Linked DNA regions of Sus scrofa: region 2 is linked to region 1. Evidence: chromatin contacts called from public Hi-C data. All regions are on one chromosome and are shown on one strand. The core of a region is the stretch at or near the end of the contact, and the rest is flanking DNA. Distances in the headings are between cores, read along the strand shown.

What was found. A called contact is a pair of places that touch in the nucleus more often than the background predicts.
Region 2: a contact with region 1 is called in a Hi-C map of embryonic fibroblasts, with 1.8 times the contacts expected there. The contact joins two enhancer-like sites. A contact is called at or near these places in 3 of 47 Hi-C or Micro-C datasets (adipose tissue, embryonic fibroblasts and omental adipose tissue) and 1 of 2 datasets of contacts at active chromatin or transcription factors (alveolar macrophages).

Annotation. Positions count from the first base shown.
Region 1 is chr2:14,619,028-14,625,444 of Sscrofa11.1, reverse strand. All of the region lies in intron 1 of PTPRJ (receptor-type tyrosine-protein phosphatase eta), which reads left to right. Among named protein-coding and RNA genes, the nearest start is that of TRNAE-UUC, 55 kb to the left of the region's middle. Within about 2 kb of position 3,269, at least 20 of the 83 cell types and tissues checked have an H3K27ac peak or open chromatin away from gene starts, as enhancers often do. A contact at or near this core is called in embryonic fibroblasts, where this site is marked.
Region 2 is chr2:14,742,120-14,748,165 of Sscrofa11.1, reverse strand. No RefSeq gene overlaps it. Among named protein-coding and RNA genes, the nearest start is that of PTPRJ, 20 kb to the right of the region's middle. Within about 2 kb of position 1,690, at least 24 of the 83 cell types and tissues checked have an H3K27ac peak or open chromatin away from gene starts, as enhancers often do. A contact at or near this core is called in embryonic fibroblasts, where this site is marked.

The DNA.
Region 1 (6,417 bases), core at 2,020-4,519:
TTCAGTTTTTGTGTTTGCCCAGATGCCTTTCTTTTTAAAGTAGATTGATGCTCCGTAATAAGTAAACGATACTAGCGTGAACTTTAAAAATTAAGGCTTACTAATAATGTTATCCATCTGCTCTGGTTTTATTTGGGTTTTCCCCCAAATATTTGACTTAATTTGTCCGGAAGATTTTGCTGTTCTCAAATAATAAAAAGGGAAGCCACTGATTGCTAATGGCTGCTGCGGTGCTGCTGACCCATGGTGTAGTGTTCTTTGAGTATGTGTCAAGATGAATGGGGCAGACCTTTGACAGACACAGACTGTGGCTGGAGAGAGCCCAGCATTAAATGCTGACCTTGCTGTCCCAAGTGAGCAGGTGTTGAATGAGCTCAGATCCCTCTCAGCCTCTCTTTTTCCCTGGTGGGTCATTGGCTCCTGAGTAAGATAGATGCATGCAATAGAAGAGCTGTTAATAGCATTTACTCTGTCTTAATCCTTTTTAATCCCATTCATATTTCAGTGTCTGAAACTTGGCAGGATGTCAGAAGCCACAACGCAAGCAGGAAAGTTTTCCTTTGAATAGCAAGGACCGAGTGAAATTGTTTTCCTGATATTTAATTTGTTAAAACGTGTAAAAGGAGAATATTCCCTCTTAGATTCCCCGATAAGTGCCACTGAAAGATTTTGCCAAAGTGACCTTCTTGAAGTTTCTTATTATTTTCATTAAAAAATATATGGGAATCCGTCGTGGCAGTGGTAAGATCGATAGGAACATGAGTTGCAGGTTCGGTCCTGCCTGCTCAGTGGTTAACGATCCGGCGTGCGGGAGCTGTGGTGTAGGTGCAGCGGGCTCAGATCCGCGTGCTGTGGCTCTGGCGTAGGCTGGGACAGCTGATTGATAGCTGGACTCCATATGCCGGAGCGGCCAAAAATAGAAAAAAAACAAAAAATATATATATATATTATAGAGTTCATTGTGCTCGCGGGTTAAGGACCCGACGTTGTCTCCGTGAGGATGTGGATTCCATCCCTGGCCTTGCTCAATGGGTTAAGGATGTGGTGTAGGTCCCAGATGTGGCTCAGATCCATTGTTGCTGTGGCTGTGGTGTAGGCGGGCAGCTGCAGCTCTAATTTGACCCCCAACCTGGGAACTTCCAGATGCTGCAGATGTGGCCATAAAAAGAAAAAAAAATGGCTATAAAGTGATTTTATCAAGCTTACCAAGTATCATAATAAGATATTTCTGACATATTAAATTTACTTAACGTTGATGGAAGTTGGTAGGTGTTGTTTGATGTCAAACCTGTTGGGAATTTGGATCCTTTAACTTGTTACTGATAGACTTTAGCCCCTGCTGGGACATGTTGGCCCAACTTTTTGGTTAACAGGACCTGGCTCTTTCCCTATAGATCTTATACAAAGACTTTGAGGCACCCCAGGGAAATGCCAGGAGGACTGAGACACCCATTGGCACCATGGTCCCTCAAACCTGAGATTGGGTGGGCTGGTTTTTGGTGTCTGCTGGGATGGACGTGTGCATTTTTTTTTTTTTAAGGGCCACACGTGCAGCATATGGAAATTACCAGGCTACAGATTGAGTCGAGCTGCAGCTGCCAGCTTACACCACAGCTACCGCAACGTGGGATCCGAGCTGTCTGCGACCCACACGACAGCTCATGGCAACATGGGCTCCTGAGTGGGGCCAGGGATTGAACCTGCATCTTCATGGATACTAGTTGGGTTCTTAACCCGCCGAGCCATGATGGGAACTCCAGATGTGGGCATCTTAAGCCTGTATGTAGCTGTTAAGGATGACACAGGGGTGTAGAAGTTCTTGGGAGCACAGTGGCTCCCCGAATGCTAGATTCTGGATTCGACTTGGGGTCAGCTTCAGGGTAGCAAGACCACGATGCCCAAGAACATTTTGTCTTTGATTTCCAAGTGGCCTTCCTCTTCTCAGTGCTGCCCTTTGCTGGGCGGAGATGGGTCTTGTCTGGAAGGGGAGCTCTTTCTGCCATTTACGTTCTTGCCGAGCCCCAGGGGGAGGGCTGATGGGAGGTGGGGTCGGGGGGAGGATTGGCGGGGGGGTCCGGGCCATTGTGGGAGAGAAGGCTTGGGGCTCTTAGTGGAGCCTTTGGGGTTTGAGTCAGTTGTGCCTTTGAAAAAATGTACCCCTTTTGGGCTTGTCTGTGGAAGCAATTAGGGAGATCACAGGACCGTTTCTGATTCCTGATTCTGTACAGTGTCTATTCAGAAAAATAGAAAACAGTCGACTGGAACAGGGGATTATTTCAGCACACACAGAGTCCTGTTGTCTCAGAGGCATGCCCTCAGACAATTTGCCTTTTAGTGAAGTTTCAGCCCATGAAAGGAAATAAAAAGTGTTTTATTAGATGGCAAAGAAAGATGGACTAGACTTAGGAGACTTCGAGAATTTTAGCTTTTGCTTTGTTAAGGCAAACTTTGGAAGAGAGTGACTCTTTATGTAATGCAATTTATTTGTACAATGCGGTAATTATCGCTACTGGTTCATAATTATCTTCAACGGAGTAAAATGCCAGTGTGCATGCATGCGTGTGTATATTGTGTCTCTTTTGTTCAAAGCTCAGTATTATTGCTTTTGAGCGTGCGTGTACCTCAAGGATGCAACCAGCTGAGATTTATTAAGCATCTACTTTACACAAGACTTTATAGAAGTTCAGCCACAACCCTGGGGGTGGGGGGCGGTCAGGCAGCAGCATTTCCCACCTGAATATGTGGAAACTTCTAGAGAATTTGGTGACTCACTCAGTGTCGTAGGTGATGGAGTTCAACCTGGCTCAGCCTTCCACAACCGTTCTTGGGCTGCAGTAAAAGCCTGACTCATTCACTTTAGGTCTGGCTGGAACCCAGCACAGCATGATGCAGTTTACAGAATGTGTTTACATCCATCATGTCTCTTAAGTGTTGAATCTTGTTTCCTGGAAGCACATAAGGAAAAGCAAGGGATCCCCGAATGTGACCAGTGACGTGTTGTGTGACCAGATGGTGCCAGTCAATAGGCACGAAAAAGGCTGGCAAAGTGCTGGGGACAGAGCCTCAGCCTTCCTGACTTCGGTATGAAAATGGTGCAAGTTCTTGGTCAGCGAGGAAAATCACTCTTGGTCCAACTTCCTACATAGTCCTCTGGGGTTACTTTGGTTACTTTCTAAAGATTTGTTGGATTGGTGGATTCGTTAAAGGGAGAATGGGAAGAAGCCTCCAGAAGTTTGCAGTGCATCCGAGAAAAACCCTCCCTTGGACCCACCTTCTCCACCAAGAATAGTCTGGCCAACTGGAACCTAGGGAGTGAACTCGGCCTGGATTCCGGAAGACCTGGCCCCTTTCTTGTTTAAAGACCCTTCAAGGATGTCTTCACTTGATGCTGGATTGAATTTTCCTCCAACCTCACCAGCTCCCAGCTCCCTCCCTCCTTCCCTGGAATGTCGTGTTCAGAGCTTTCCTGGGAGCTCATAGGCTGTGGCTACTTCAGACCAGAGGGGACCCCCTCTGGGCTACATCATCTTTTCTCACTGTCTCTTTAAAATACCCTAAGCCAGTGTTTTTCAGATGAGTCACCTAGAGAGCTGATAAAAAACACGGAAGTCCAGGCCAGTTGAAGTGGGACAGGGCAGGGCCTTTGTATTTTTACTAAAGTCCCTGGATGGTCCCAATACTTAGCAAAGTGTGGGAATCCCTCCCATGCCCTTTCTTGCTGTTGTATTTTTTTTTTCTCACACTATTCTTGGCTTGAATGCTCTCTTCTGTTCTTTCCTGCTGTCCAAATCAAGTCTAGTTTTCACGACTAGACCCTCTCCCCACTACCAAAACTTTCTTTTTATTTTTCTGAAATATAGTTGATGTACAATGTTGTGTTAGCTTCGGGTGTACAGCAAAGTGATTCAGTTATACATACCTATATAACTTTTTTTTTTTTTTTAGATTCTTTGCCCTTATAGGTTATTACTAGATATTGAATAGAGTTCCCTGTGCTATATAGTTGGTCCTTGTCATTGATCTGTCAGCTACTAAGCTTCTTACCATCCAAACGTCCAGTGGTCAGCCGGTTTAGGCACTATGCTTGGCATGAAATAGAGTCCCCAGCTTCAAGGAGTTTCCAGCCAAATGGACAGTGACAAGGATGACCAGTAAGAAGAGGGAAAAGGTTCTGAGTGTCTCGCAGAGGAAAGCTGTGCTGAGGAACAGAGTTTGGCCAAGTCGTCCTGGTAGAGGAACGAGTGGAAATTCCTTGGGCAGAGGATGGAGTGAGACGGACGGCTCCTGCTTTCTGGGTTGTACGACCAGCACGAGTCACGGGATGGGATGACAGCACAGATTATTCAGGGGATTTGAAGTCTGTTGATATGTGGGAAAATGTTCATGAAGTGCGAATTCTGCTTTTATGACTCATACTTTCCCTTGCAGAAGGTATCAGTTACATTGTTTCAAAAAAAAAAGTGTATGTTGAAAAGGTCAGAAGAAGACATAAAGTGGTAGAATGTAAAAAGTGGACCTCCTCACCCAATTCAACAGCTCCATCGAAAGAGAGGGGGGAAAAAAAAAAGAAAAAAGAAATCGGTTGCTCATTTCTTTGTTTCCCTTGCCAGTCTTTAAGCCACTTTAGAGGAGGGGACTTTCATCTCTGTGTCCCTCGGATGCTCGTGGGGCCTGGGCACGCAGAATGCAGTCCGCGATCAGGGGCGAGGGAAGGAGTTCAGACCGGGAACTGTGGACAAGTCCCTTTTCCCTCTCTGGGCCTCTGTTTCCTTGACTCTACATAGAGGCAGCTCGGTACAGATAATACCCATGATTTTATTCTGCATTATGACTGACCACCTCTATCCCACTTGCTTGCCCTTGAAACCCTGAGGTTCACACACGTGGAGCCAGTGTTACCCCCAAACGGCCAGGCCAGCTCCGTCCCAGGCCCCGAGATCCAGTTAAAGTCCATCAGTCAGCCAGTGCTGAGTGAGCATGTCACGGAGGGAAGGCGATGGGCTGGACACGGGTGGCTCTTAAGTGTGTGACTCCCATCACCCGAAGAGGGAGTTTATCATTTAGTTTGGGAGAGCAGGTAAACACGCAAAAAGATAAATTGGCTTATGCTGAGGACAGGGTCAGACTGCAGATGTCCAGGTACCAGAGGGCGCTCGAAGATAGCCGTTCTAGTTCCTGTTGTGGCTCAGTGGATTAAGAACCCAGCTAGTATCCACGAGGAGGTAGGTTCAATCCCTGGCCTTGCTCAGTGGGTTAAGGATCCAGCGTTGCCGCAAGCTGCAGCGCAGGTCACAGATGTGGCTTGGATCTGGCTTTGCCATGGCTGTGGTGTAGGCCTCAGCTGCAGCTCCAATTTGACCCCTAGCCTGGGACTTCCATATGCTGCAGGGAAAAAAAAAAAAGAAAAGGCAGTTCTCTAGCCAGTGTGTTTTGACCAGCCGGCACCATTTCAAAGTATTTTATTTCACGAATACCCTGTATTCATGAAGAAAAATTTTGTTCCTTCCGATGTCTTATCAGCCAGTTGGACCTTCAGACAGGCTTGAGAGATGCTGTGTTCTTAAACTGAGTTGATGGAACTCTCGCCAGGAGCAAAGTAACAATGGCAATAATGATAGACTTATCCTCTCTTGAACATTGGCCTTGTGCCAGACATGATTTCATTTCATTATCTAAAGTCTTTGAGGAGGGACTGTGGTGATCCCTATTTTCAGAGGAGAAGATTAAACTTGAGCTTAGGGCTCAAGCTAGTAATTGTCAGAACCAGGACGCAGAAGAGACCCAGCCCACAGGCTCATGCTCTGACCTGCTGTAGGCCTGTGCCCACGGCCCATCCGGGGTAAATATGTGATTTTGGACAGTGGTCGGCAAACTGTGGTCCCCTGGGCCACGTCCAGCTGCTGCTTGTTTGGGGGTAGTCTGGGAGCCAGGAGTGGTTTTTACATTTTTAAGTGGTTCAAAAAAACATCAGCAGGAAGAATAATATTTTCGGACCTGTGAAAATGGTATGAAATGCGAATTGAATGCTTTTCAGGTTTTCTTGGAACACGGCCACGGTCGTTAGTTTACGCATTGTCTGTGGCCGATTTCACATGACAACAGCAGTGTCGTTAAGACCTGTAAAGCCTAAAATATATACTGTCTGGCCTTTTACAGAAATAGTTTGCCGACCTCTGATTTAGGGCATTCATTAGGCTTTAGGAGATGTTGAAAACCGCCTATCACCTCCCATTGCTGTCCTCACCATTCGTGGCTAGGCTTCACTGATAATCAGTATTTTATGGCTCAACATTCTCTTTTCGTTGCTTGGCTATCATAGGAAAGGGTTGACTTTGTGATGTCACTGGCTTGATACTACCTGCCCCCTGGTGATCTGCCCAGGTGCCATCTTATCAAAGATCATTCTCTTAGGTGGAT
Region 2 (6,046 bases), core at 441-2,940, 120 kb before region 1:
AACAGAGTTTTCCACCCTAACAGTGCCTGTCTCCATGATTTGAGAGTCTATTTATTCAAGGATAAATGAACCAAAGGCAGATTTGCAGAATCTGTTATGGTTTTTAACTGAACTTTTCTCTGATTCTCACTGTAATGGGAATAATAGGGGTGATCTTTACAGGTGATCTTATTGATGACCATAATAATTGGTGATAAATAATGGTGAATAAGCTGACATTCATTTCCATTCATTCTACATGTTTATTGAGAGCTGCTATGTGTCAGCACTTTCCTGGGTCTTGGGAATACAATAGCGAAGAAAACAGACAGGAGTTCTTGCTGTGGTGAAATGGGATTGGCCCTGTCTCTGCAGTGCTGGGATACAGCTTCAATCCCGGGCTGGCACAGGGGGTTAAGGATACAGCATTTCCACACCTGTGGTGTAGGTTGCAACTGTGGCTCTGATTCTGTTCCCTGGTCCGGAACTCCATGTGCCATGGGGGGGGAGATGCAAAAAAAGAAAAAAACTTTTTTTTTAATTAAAGAAAGTAAACAGACAAACATGGAACTTGAATTCTGGTTTGGCTGGAGAGGGGGAGACAATAGAGAAGATACATGATGGAAATGCATGGTGCAATAGATGGTGATGAGAACTAAGGAGAAAAAGTGGGAAGAAGGTAAGAAGTATCAGAACAGGGAGTTCCCATTGTGGGCTCAGTGGTTAATGAATCCGACTAGGAACCATGAGGTTGCAGGTTCAATCCCTGCCTCGCACAGTGGGTTAAGGATCTGGCATTGCTATGAGCTGTGGTGTAGGTTGCAGACTCGGCTTGGATCCCGCGTTGCTGTGGCTCTGGTGTAGGCCAGCAGCTACAGCTCCAATTCGACCCCTAGCCTGGGAACCTCCATATGCCGTGGGAGCGGCCCCAGAAAAGGGAAAAAGACAGAAAAAAAAAAAAAAGAAGTATCAGAACAGGAGGTGTTAGAAAGGGTGACCATCAAAGGCTTCACTGAGAAAATGAACATTTAGTAAAGACCCGAATTAAGTAGGGGGAGCTGCACATCCATCTGGGGCGAAGACATTCTAGGCAAAGAAATTAGCGTGTACAGGAGTTCCCGCTATGACGTATTGGAAATGAATCTGACTAATATCCTCGCTCAGTGGTTGAAGATCTGGTGTTGCCGTGAGCTGTAGTGTAGGTCATGGACTCGGCTCAGATCCTGCATTGCTGTGGCAGTGGTGTAGGCTAGCAGCTGTAGCTCTGATTTGACCTCTAGCTTGGAAACTTCCGTATGCTGCTCCTGCGGCCTAAAAAGCAAAGCAAAGCAAAGCAAAAAAAAAAAAAAAAAAAAAAGGTAGCATGAGCAAAGGCCCTGGGTGTTAGAGGAGCCCTGTCAACTCACCGGGTACCGTTCTAAGTCACTTCTCTGAGAGAGGTACTGTATTGCCCATGTACAGATGGTCAAACTGTGGCTAGAGAATGTAAGAAACCTGCTGCGGGTTAAATAAGAGGCAGAACCAGGCTTCTACCTAAGCAGCCTAACTCCAGAACATGTGCTTGTAAATACTAAGCTAGGTTAAAGCATGATTTCATAGGCCTGGGGAGACCCAGGTATGGAGGATTTACACCTCCAGCTATAAGCAGCCTTCCAAGCCCTGGAGGAAAACCCTGGGTGTGGTGGTAGGGGAGGGAGTGACTCAGGCCTTGGCTGGCTTCCTGCTGAGTCACTGCTGATGGGCCGTGAAGGGAGGCAGTGGCACTCAGGCCTCACCTCCTCTCATTGGCAGGTTCCTGCCTTTTGGGGGAGATGCCTGGCGGCGAGCCTTAACCACACATCTTTGGTGGACGAATTCGCCTGACTTTCCTAAGAGCCCTGTTGTGGAACTGTGAGTGGGCTCCATTTCCTGGTGTGGCCCCACCGCCAGCAGGAGGGGACAACCCTGGAGGTGGACATTCTGCCCGCTGTAGCTCTGCATTTCCACCGTGTCCTGGATGGACACGTCTGTCCCCTGTACGGCTGTCTGTCTTTCATCTCAGGTGAACTCTTCAAGAACAAGCTGTGTGCTGGCCAGGCCGAAGCAGAGAAAAAGATGCAAAAGGCAGCCGCACACATCAAGAGGCTCACCCTCCTGACATGCTCACTCAGGAATACAGCAAGGAGGGAATGCATAAGCACGAGACCATGTCAATCACATTTGCTAAGATTTCAGAACAGAGATTGGTGAATAATAACAGCAAGCACAGAGTTCTCGATGTGGCACAATGGGATCTGTGGTGTCCCTGGAGTACTGGGATGCATGTTCGATTCCCGGCTCTGCACAATAGTTTAGGCATCTGGTTTGTCTCTGCAGCTGCAGCTGCAGCATAGGTTGCAACTGAGGCTTGGATCTGAACACTGGCCTGGGAATTTCCAAGAAAAGGAGAAAAAAAAAAAAAAAACCCAAACAACAACAAAGCAATTAGTGAGTATTGAGGGCTTACTATACACCAGAGCACTTAACATGGTTTATCTCGTCTTCATCATTCTCACAACATCTAGTAGGGGAGGGGCTTCCTAACTTATAGAAAAGACGGCAGAGGTTCAGAGAGGTCACACCTAGGGCAGGAAGGACATTGGGAATCACATGCTGGAGTCACGCAAGTGCAGGCTGGATTTAGGGAGCTCTGAGGAGCTGGAGCCAAAGGATGGAGGAGGAGAAACAGCCACAGATGAAGCTGGAGGGGACAGTGGGACCAGACCATGAATTGTGGAGGGGACAGTGGGACCAGACCATGAATTGTGGCAGGAACCACCAAAGGTTTTCTGGCATGCTTCTCCTTGGTGCTCCAGAGGCACTGCACCTGTGTTGCTTTGGCTTAGGGTCACGCTGGAGCTTGAAGAACAGAGATGAACAAACCCCGTGGGAAGAACTCAGACCGTCTGTGTGGTGAGATCCTGCTCCTTGCTCACCAAGCTTCCTCTGTATTTGCTGAACCTCTGCTGCAGAACATCCTTAGAAGAGAGCTGTATGTTCCAGGAACCTACAGCTGGCTGGTCCTCTCCATGCGGTCCATGCCTTTTCCAACTGTCCTGATTCACCTCTTTTCCTGGCCTTCACCCCCCTGTTTCCCAGTTCTGATGTGCACATAAGTTGCTTCTGTCTAGCTAGCATTTCCTCTGCTTTTGCAAAACTTTTCCTCCCTGTGCTCCTCCTCCCCCTGCCCCCCACCTTCTTCTTTAATGGCTGCACCAGTGGCACATAGGAGTTCCCAGGCCAAGGATCAAATTCAAGCCTCAGCTACTTCCTACGCTATAGCTGTGGCAATGCTGGATCCTTAACCCACTGTGCCACAGCAGGAACTCCCTCCCTGGGCTTCTTGTGTGATCTAGCCAGGTTGCCTCACGATACTTTCTTGGAGTAGACACCCTACCAATGGGTCTCCTTTCCTCCTGGCTTAAGAAACCCTGATTTTGTTCTGGGTGATCGCATGGCCAGCTCTAGGCAATGGATCACAGTTACATCTAAGCCCATCACAACCTTTCCCACACTTTTCCAGACTCCCTTGCCACTAGGGGTATCCATGTGACCTAGATGTTGCCCATAAGGCGTGAGGGGCCATCTGCACTGGGGCTTCTGAGAAAACTTTTGATTTCCTTGACAAAAGGGAAGGCTCTTGGCCCTTCCCACTGCCCCCAACATAAACACAGTCATGATGGCCTGAGCTCTCTGCAAGCTGGAAGAAGGTTGATGGAGGGTTTTCAGCAGCCATCATTTGAAGAGGGCCTGGTTTCTGAGAAGAGAGAACCATCAAATACAGAGAGAAAAGTAACAGAGCAGAGAGGGAAACAGAGAGAGAAAAGTTAAAAGTCTTGTTTGAATGTCTAGATTCATACCTGAAACTAGTACCACCCCTGGAATTCCAAGTTATATGATCCAGACGCACCTTTCTTTTTTCCTCATGTGTTGAGATAGATTTCTATCATTCGGAACCAAAGGCCCAGGGCTCCCAGCTTGATGGTGAATGTTTAGCAGAGATCCCAACCTTCCTCCGTCTGTGACACCTGTGACCTTGACAGGCTGTTAGGATGTGTGTGTGAGGGTTCGGGCCACATGTCCTTCACCTGCCCCCCCATGTCAGCACCCCCTCCCCAACACACACACACACAATCTCCATCTCTACTCTCTTGGTCAAAAAATGGCCCAAGGGAATGAGGAACAAGGAAACCCAGGGTGTCACCACATACCAAGGGCCCTTCAATTCCGCAGTGTCCTCAGAATGCCCTCACAACATCCTTGTTGAGAAACACTGGGGTTAAGAAAAGGCAGTCAAAGAAAAGCTGGCAGGGTGGGCGGGGGTGGGGGTGAATGGGGTCTGTCTGATCCAGGGGGACGTACGAGACCATGTATCTGTTCTCTCACTTTGTTCTTTCACAAAACACACTCCTTTTGCCTTCCATTGGTATTAGGATTATTAATTGGGATATAATTGACACATAACATTAGTTCCAGATGTACAATATAATGATTTGATATTTGTACATACTGTGAAATGATCACCACACTAAGTCTAGTAAACACCCATCATCACGCTAGTTACAAATCTTTCTTTTCTCCTGTGATGAGACCTTTCAAGACTCTTCTCTGAGCAACTTTCAAACATACAATAGTAGTAGTATTTTTTTCTTTTTCTTTTTTTTTTGTCTTTTCACTATTTCTTGGGCCGCTCCCGCGGCATATGGAGGTTCCCAGGCTAGGGGTCGAATTGGAGCTGTAGCTACTGGCCTACACCAGAACCACAGCAACTCGGGATCCGAGCCGCGTCTGCAACCTACACCACAGCTCACGGCAACGCTGGATCGTTAACCCACTGAGCAAGGGCAGGGATCGAACCTCAACCTCATGGTTCCTAGTTGGATTCACTAACCACTGCGCCACGATGGGAACTCCCATTTTTTTCTTTTTAAAAAAAGTTATGTCTTTGGCCTCGCCAGCAGCATGTGGAAGCTCCTTGGGCCAGGAATTGAACCCATGTCACAGCAGTGACTGGAGCCACAGCAGTGACAATGCTGCATTCTTAACCTCTAGAGCGCCCTATTTTTCTATTTATCGCCACACCTGGGTCATATGGAAGTTCCTGGGCTAGGGGTTAAATTGCAGCTGCAGCTGCTGGCCTACATCACAGCCATAGCAACACAAGATCCGAGCCACATTGTGACCTACGCTGCAGCTTGTGGCAATGCCGAATCTTAAACCCACTGAGTAAGATTAGGGATTGAACCTGCATCCTTATGGCTACTAGGTCAGGTTCTTAACCTGCTAAGCCACAATGGGAACTCCTACAATAGCATTATTAACGTGCTGCTCATTACATTCTGTGACTTACTTATTTGAAAGGTGGAAGTTTCTGACACCACCTCCCACTTCGGACACCACCAATCTGCTCTCCATGCAACACATTTTTCTGTTGGGCACCCACGTTGTGCCAGAGTCTAAAATGCTCCCTGCCTTCTCTGCCTTGGTGAGGGAATGTGAAGCACAGTGTATGAAAGATGACAGAAGGAAACTGACTGGTCAGACCCTCCAATTTCTCTCCTTCTCAAAGAAGAAATGATCTTAACATGAAACAGATGAAATCCAGTTTGGCAATGAGAGAGCCTTACTATTGAGTGGGATTTGGGATGTTAAAATGAGGTGTCATATTGAGAGTTAGAATCTCCTTTCCTGAAATGAAGATCTAAACCACCGACAAATCTTTAATAGGAATCTCCTTTAGGTGTAAAGCAAGGGCTTCAAGTGAAGATACTTAGGGTTGAATTCTGATTCCTTTTTTTTTCTTTCTTCTTTTTTTTTGTTTTTTGTTTTTTGTTTTTTTGTCTTTTTGCTTTTTCTAGGGCCACTCCTGCAGCATATGAAGATTCCCAGGCTAGGGGTTGAATTGGAACTGTAGCCGCCGGCCTACGCCAGAGCCAGAGCAACTTGGGATCCGAGCCGCATCTGCGACCTACACCACAGCTCATGGCAACGCTGGATCCTTAACCCACTGAGCAAGGCCAGGGATCGAACCTGCACCCTCATGGTTCCT